Regions from separate parts of the Rattus norvegicus genome. Here region 1 is linked to region 2. The links are chromatin contacts, called in public Hi-C maps. All regions are on one chromosome and are shown on one strand. Each heading gives the region's core, a stretch centred on a gene start, on an enhancer-like site or on the middle of the called end of the contact. The rest is flanking DNA. Distances are from core to core; before and after follow the strand shown.

Region 1 (3,333 bases), core at 266-2,765, 72 kb before region 2:
TCGGCACACTGTATACTGTAGCGCAGGACAAAATGATTCTTCACCTAGAAAAAGGGATCATCCAGTGAGACGCTTCCATTGTGCTTAGGGTGGGGCAGTAAGGAAAGCATGAAGATGGCCTATTTTTAGAGTGTGTTAGATACACAATATCCTGAGCATGGGTTTAGTTTGCGTGCTGTTTCAAGATCTCTGTGAAGTAGAAGATGTTCTTTGCAGATGGAAGGAACATTGTCTGTTTCCCCAATCACCACTGTGGGATGTTGTCTCTAATTGACCTTTGAATGAAGGAAGAGGCCAACCCCCCCCCCCCGTGTGTGTGTGTGTGTGTGTGTGTGTGTGTGTGCGCGCGCATGCACGAACGCTTTTTCTGTGTATACATGTAAGTGTACTTATACATGTGTATTTATACACCCATGTTGACAGCCTTGAACTGGACACCTTTTTTAAACACATTGTTTAAAAACAAGATGTCTTATTGTCCTGGCCTGAACAAACTAAGCTGTTTGTTCTACCAGCTCCAGGGACCCACCTGTCTGCCTTCCCAGCACAGGGATTATAGCACGTTGTCACCATACCATAAACACCACATACATGCAAGCTGAGGGTTAACTTGGGCCCTCATGGTTGCATAGACAGCTCTTTGACTGAGCTGTTTACTCTACCCACCCTTTTATGTTGAGAATCGATGGGCAGACTTTTTTCCTTTTCTTTCTATTTTGATGATTCGCTTTAAGTTGACATTTGTCTATTTTCATTGAGAACTACTGTTTTATATACTTGTAACTACAAGCAGCCCCTAATATAGAACACATTAGTTGTTGGTATTCTGTCTAAGCTCCACCCCAACAGCTACCTGGCAACAGCCAGGTATGCCCTGCCCCACAGTTGCCTGGCAACAGCCAGCTGTGCCTGACTATAAAGGGGGCTGCTTGCCCCCTCCTCTTCCTCTTGCTCTCTCTCTCATTCTTGCTTTTCTTCTCTCTCTTCTCTGTTCTCTTGCCCTCTCCCCTTTGTCCCTTCTCTCCCTATCCATCCCCTTCCCTCCAAGTGCTCATGGCTGGCCTTTACTTATGCCCCCACTTCTACTCTTCTCTCATTAAATCTTTCCACTTAGAACCATGTTGGGTTTGTGTGTTCTGTCTGGACGCGAGCTGAGATTTCTCTAAGTACCCCAACATTGGTACTTAGAGAATTGTTTTTAAACACATTACTAAATCTATAACCAGAGGCTGCATTTCTTTACTATGATCACACTTTGGTCAGTGTGAAACAATCAACTCACACACACATACACACACACACACACACACACAGAGACAGAGACAGACAGAGACAGAGACAGAGAGACAGAGACAGACAAAGGCAGAGAGAGACAGAGACAGAGAGAGACAGAGACAGAGAGAGACAGAGACAGAGGACAGACAGAGTGAGAGCCATTTCTGACACAGTACATTCCAGCAATGTGACTTATCACTGTGCTTTCTGCCTTAACCATCCAGCCCAGGACATGCCTGCTAGCTTTCTTTACTGTAAATTTTCTCTCTCCTCTTTGGGAATGAGTCACCATTTGCAGTCTGCATTTAGGAAGTAGGAATTCAGATTCTTCCCCCTTGAGGATATTGTCATAAACTATTTGTAATTCTGTAAAAGACATGTTTCTTTACTTCCTTCTGTTTATTGATTTATGGGTATTTGTTTTATAATTTGCTTTACTTTATTGCTTGAACTCTCCTAGCTTTGACGACTGGGAACTCTTTCAAGCTTCCCGTCCCTTTGGCAAAATTCTGTAAAGCCTTTTCCCCTCCATTGGAGCAATTGCTTAGCCTTCTGACCTATAAGACACTGCTGACTTCTTTTATTTCCTGTCCTAGTTTTAGAATCAGATGTTGATCCGAGGCCATCACATCAGTGGCATCAGAAGTGAAGGAAACCTTGGCCTGGTTCTTGCTATTTCTAGGCTCTTTCAACTTGCAGATCAAGGGAGTATATGCTCATATACTCACTGGTATGTGTGTGCATGTCTCCATACGTGTACACACACACACACACACACACACACACACACACACACACACATCAGTTGCTTCTTCTTCTTTTTTTTTTTTTAACATAGCCGTCCACCTCTAACCTATTACTACACGGAGCATGCTGTCTCCTGGCCTAACTTATCTGCAAATTCCACTTCCGCCCGTGACCAACAAGGCTCTAGGCTCCATCATGTACTTGTCTACTGCAAATGTGTGTGTGGAGACATTGTGAGCCTTTACAGAGTGCAGACTGTTACGTGTATTCCTCAGCTTATGCCTTCAGGGCTCTACTTACATCCAGAAATTTATAGGTTAGTACCTCACATCTCTCAGGTTGTTCCCTACAGTTAATTAAAAAAAAAAAGCTTGTAAACATTAAGTTGATATTTTTTTTAAAGATTTATTTATTTTACATGTGAGTACACTGTTGCTGTCTTCAGACGCACCAGAAGAGGGCATCAGATCCCATTATAGATGGCTGTGAGTCACTATGTGGTTGCTGGGACCTCTGGAAGAGCAGTCAGTGCTCTTAACCACTGAGCCATCTCTCAGCCCCTAATTTGATAATTTTTAATGTATAGCTTTACAGCAGTGGTTCTCAACCTGTGGATTGCAACCCTTCCACAGGGATCTCATATCCAATATCCTGCATACCAGATATTTATATTATATATTCATATGAATTCATATGCATATATTTATAACAGTAGCAAAATTAGTTATGAGTTAAAAAAAGTAAAAGCTATCAATACTTAAGCATTCCTTTTCTTTTCTTTTCTTTTCTTTTTTTTTCCTTCCCACCCGCCGCATTTAAGCATTCTTGTATACCGGGCACAAACTGTTTTCTGGGCTGAGATTTTCAACTCTTCCCTAGAATTTGTGTTTCTGGTCTCCTGGTCTCCTTGGTTACGGTCACACGGTCTTGATTGTGCTTTGGGTATGGCGCTTTCGGTATGGCATGCCAACCTCATCGCGAGCCGCACTACCAGCCGCACTACCGCCTGGAAGCAGGTAACAGACGGCTCTGACTCACTGTAGCCCTACCGCAAGGCCTCAGCCCTGACCCCGAGGTGTCACTTGACTACCTGTGGTCACTCTCAGAGACACCCTCACGTCTGGAATCAGTAGAGTTGCAAAAGCCAAGGTTAAAAACTTTTAAGTTTTAATTACTGTGCTGAAGAGATCTATGAAACAAAAATGCCTCTAACTCATAAGCCCTTTTTCCAAGGATGTGCTCGATGAGATGTAGACAGGAGGTACGGGAAATACATCAGGATGTTGTACACTAGCCCGCCGCCAATTGGAT
Region 2 (3,144 bases), core at 220-2,719:
ACCTGGGGTGGTGGAGACCCCAGGAATTTGCAATTTTGTTCATTTATTTTCATGATAAGGACATAGGAGACTTCCATTCTTATATAGAACCTTAATTATTAAACAGGTACTATTAAATATCACACATCACACACACACAGACATACAGACACACACACAAAGACACAGACACAGACACACACACACACACACACACACACACACACACACACACGTCTCTTTCATAGTCTCAGTACATACCGGTCCAGATGAAATTCTCATCCCAGACTGACCACATCTGGACAATGAAGAAAGGCGCCCAGCAAAGGATGTAGGCGCTTACAATCACAAAGGTCATCTTCACAGTGCGGATCTTGGCGCGGGAAATGCTCTTCACGCTGCTGACACAAGGTGTAACCAAAAGCCCCTTATGAAAGGGACCCACGGCCTCCCCAGAGCCCTTGTCACCCTTGCTGTGTCGCGAGGACGCTGTCTTTCCGCGGATGTTGCGCCAGATGTGGTAGCAGATGAAGCCATAGCATGTACCCAAGACGACCACAGGTGCCACGAAGACACCGCTGGTCATCCAGGTCACGTAGGCGCGGGTACCCCAGGGCTGGATGAAGGTAGCCCAGCAGTCTTGGGTTTTAGTGCCATTGTTCACCTCGATTTCGATCACAGAGAATATAAAGTACTGTGGCGTGCTTAGTATGAAACTCAGCACCCAAGAGGTGGCGATCATGAGGCGCGAGCGGCGCGCCGGCTGCTGCAGGGTCTTGAGCGGGTGGCACACGGCGATGTAGCGGTCGGCTGTCATCACCACCAGCATATAGGCAGACGCGAACATGGCAAACACCTGCAGGTGCTTCACCACGCGGCACAGCCAGTCCGGCCCGCGGAAGCGGTAGGTGATGTCCCAGCATAGCTGCGGTAATACTTGGAAGAAGGCGACCGCCAGGTCTGCCAGGCTGAGGTGTCGGATAAAGAGGTGCATGCGGGATGTCTTGCGTGGCGTGCGATGCAGCGCCAGCAGCACACTGCTATTGCCCAGCACAGCCACCACAAAAATCACTGCCAGCACAGCGATTTCCAGTTTGGCCAGCTCCTCATTGCGTACGTCCCCCAGCGGGCTGTCACCTTCCCCAAGCCTGGCTGCCTCCTGACTGCCGTTGGAGCCCTCGGTGGTTAGAGGCCACCACGGGCTGGAGTTGCCCACGGACCGATCCTGGGAGCCTCGCGGGAAACTCATGCTGTCCGTACAGAGCCTGGGAGGCCCTGCCCCGTGGGCTGCTTCCTCCTCTCCACCGAGGACCGGAGGATCCGAGTTCTAAGCTCTGCGCTCTGTCCTTCCTTCCCTCCCTCCGTCTCTAGGCTGCGCAATCCGGTGCGTGCAGAGTGGTTTTAAATGGGATATTCAAACATGTCCCTACTTCTGTCTGGTCCTGAGGCAGGGGGGCCCACTCTCTGAGCTCCCAGCGCAGTCTTAGATTGCCTCAGGACGCGCTCCCTCACGTCCTAGTGGCTGGAGACCGTCCCCAACCCCCTACCCCCCACCCCCTCCAAGTCGTTGGTGATTTGTCCCTTTTGCCTCACTGCTGCAGGGGTGGAGCTGAGACTCCTGGATTCCTCTGCAGAGCAGGATGCTTTCCCGAGCTGCCCCAAACTTCTCTGGGCTCTTAGGATTTCTCCAGCCTCCTTTATAAGTGAATGTAAAGCCAGGTAGCGCGTCAACAGGTGTAGTAAAATCGTCTGCTGTCCCTGCGAACTCAGCACCCTTAGACTTTGGACTTGGGGTCTGCCCAGCCCTGAGGTTCCCTGCCCGGTGCGCACGGTTCCTTAGGCTGGTCGCTCGGGCTGATTTTATTCCCCACACGGTTTGCCCCTGCACTTTGGGGATAAAAATCGCGTGACTTCCCTCTCTGGTGACTTCCTCACCCTGCTTTCGTTCGCGGACAGGAAAGGCCCACTCACTTGTACCCTTCAGTCCTCTTGCTGGGTGTGTGTAATCTACCGTGCTGACTCCATACACTGAGTGGGAACCCGAAACGGTGGACATTTCCCTAGGAAGTCCAATTCCCAAAGCTGCAGGGGACAAGAGCTGGGCTGCACTGGTTGGTGGAGACATTTCCAGTTAAATGACTAAATCCTGCTGACATTTCTTGGAGCAGACGGAGAGAGCTGAGGATCAGTGTCTGGTCTGCCTGTCTACCTCCATCTGTCTGTCTGTCTGTCTGTCTGTCTGTCTGTCTGTCTGTCTGTCTGTCTGTCTGCCTGCCTGCCTGCCTGCCACTGCCCCTCCACACCCCCTTTCTGTGTGTCTATGCTGTCTCTCTGTCTCCGTCTCTCCCTCTGTGCATCTTTGTCTCTGTTTCTGTTTCCTCTGTGTGTGTGTCTGTCTTTCTCTGTCTCAGTGTCTGTCTCTGTCTCTCCCTCTCCCTCTCTCTGTACATCTCTGTCGTGTGTGTGTGTGTGTGTGTGTGTGTGTGTGTGTGTGCGCGCGCGCGTGTCTGTCTGTCTGTCTGTGTCTGTCTGTCTGTCTGTGTCTGTCTGTAGTCAGGGAGAGGGAACGAGGCACTTGGAAGGAAGAAAAGAAGACTACTCCCGCCTCCAGTAATTAGTTATTTGCTCGGGCCTTCTGAGTCCAGCTGTGGAGACAAACACCCTAGAGACTCCAGCAGCTGTCCAACTCTGGTGAGAGAATGCTACCAAGGACAGCAGGGGGCGCTGTTTCTGAAGCTGAAACAAACACAAACCCACGGTACAGATGAAGGGACAGGAACTCGAGTTTCTTGGTCAGAGCATTGGTGTGTTGTGTCAATAGTACAAGCCTAATAGCTTCTGGAAAATGTTTTCTTTTGTGAAGTACAATCATAAAAGATTTTCTTCAGTGAGGTTAGTTTTGCTACATAAGTCCATGCATGAGTATAGAAACCCAGGGCCATGACATAAGAGCCAGGGGCTTGGCATATTGAGTCAGTCAAGTTTTATCATGGTTAGATCAGCCTCTGTCTATGCATCTTACAACTGGGAATGAAAGTATGTGGTGCTCTCGTTTATGGAGTTAATGGAGGATCAAGTGATGCCACAGCCCAGTGGAGAGAGAGGTTCTGTGAAAATGGAGCTCAGTGGCGCATTTCTTCAAGATGGTGGGGAAAGTACAAGAAA

Evidence for each region. Hi-C and Micro-C count contacts between places; a contact is called where the count stands out from the background.
Region 1: a Hi-C map of the A7r5 cell line shows a contact between it and region 2, with 6 times the contacts expected there. The contact joins the enhancer-like site here to the promoter of Avpr1a in region 2. A contact is called at or near these places in 7 of 12 Hi-C or Micro-C datasets (the A7r5 cell line, the Rat2 cell line, Schwann cells and 3 more).

What each region holds. Positions count from the first base shown.
Region 1 is chr7:60,069,758-60,073,090 of GRCr8, reverse strand. No RefSeq gene overlaps it. Among named protein-coding and RNA genes, the nearest start is that of Avpr1a, 72 kb to the right of the region's middle. Within about 2 kb of position 1,515, at least 6 of the 93 cell types and tissues checked have an H3K27ac peak or open chromatin away from gene starts, as enhancers often do. A contact at or near this core is called in the A7r5 cell line, where this site is marked.
Region 2 is chr7:59,998,068-60,001,211 of GRCr8, reverse strand. It overlaps Avpr1a (arginine vasopressin receptor 1A), which reads right to left and starts at 1,469. Exons shown (of 2, transcript NM_053019.2): 1 at 241-1,469. The coding sequence starts at 1,228.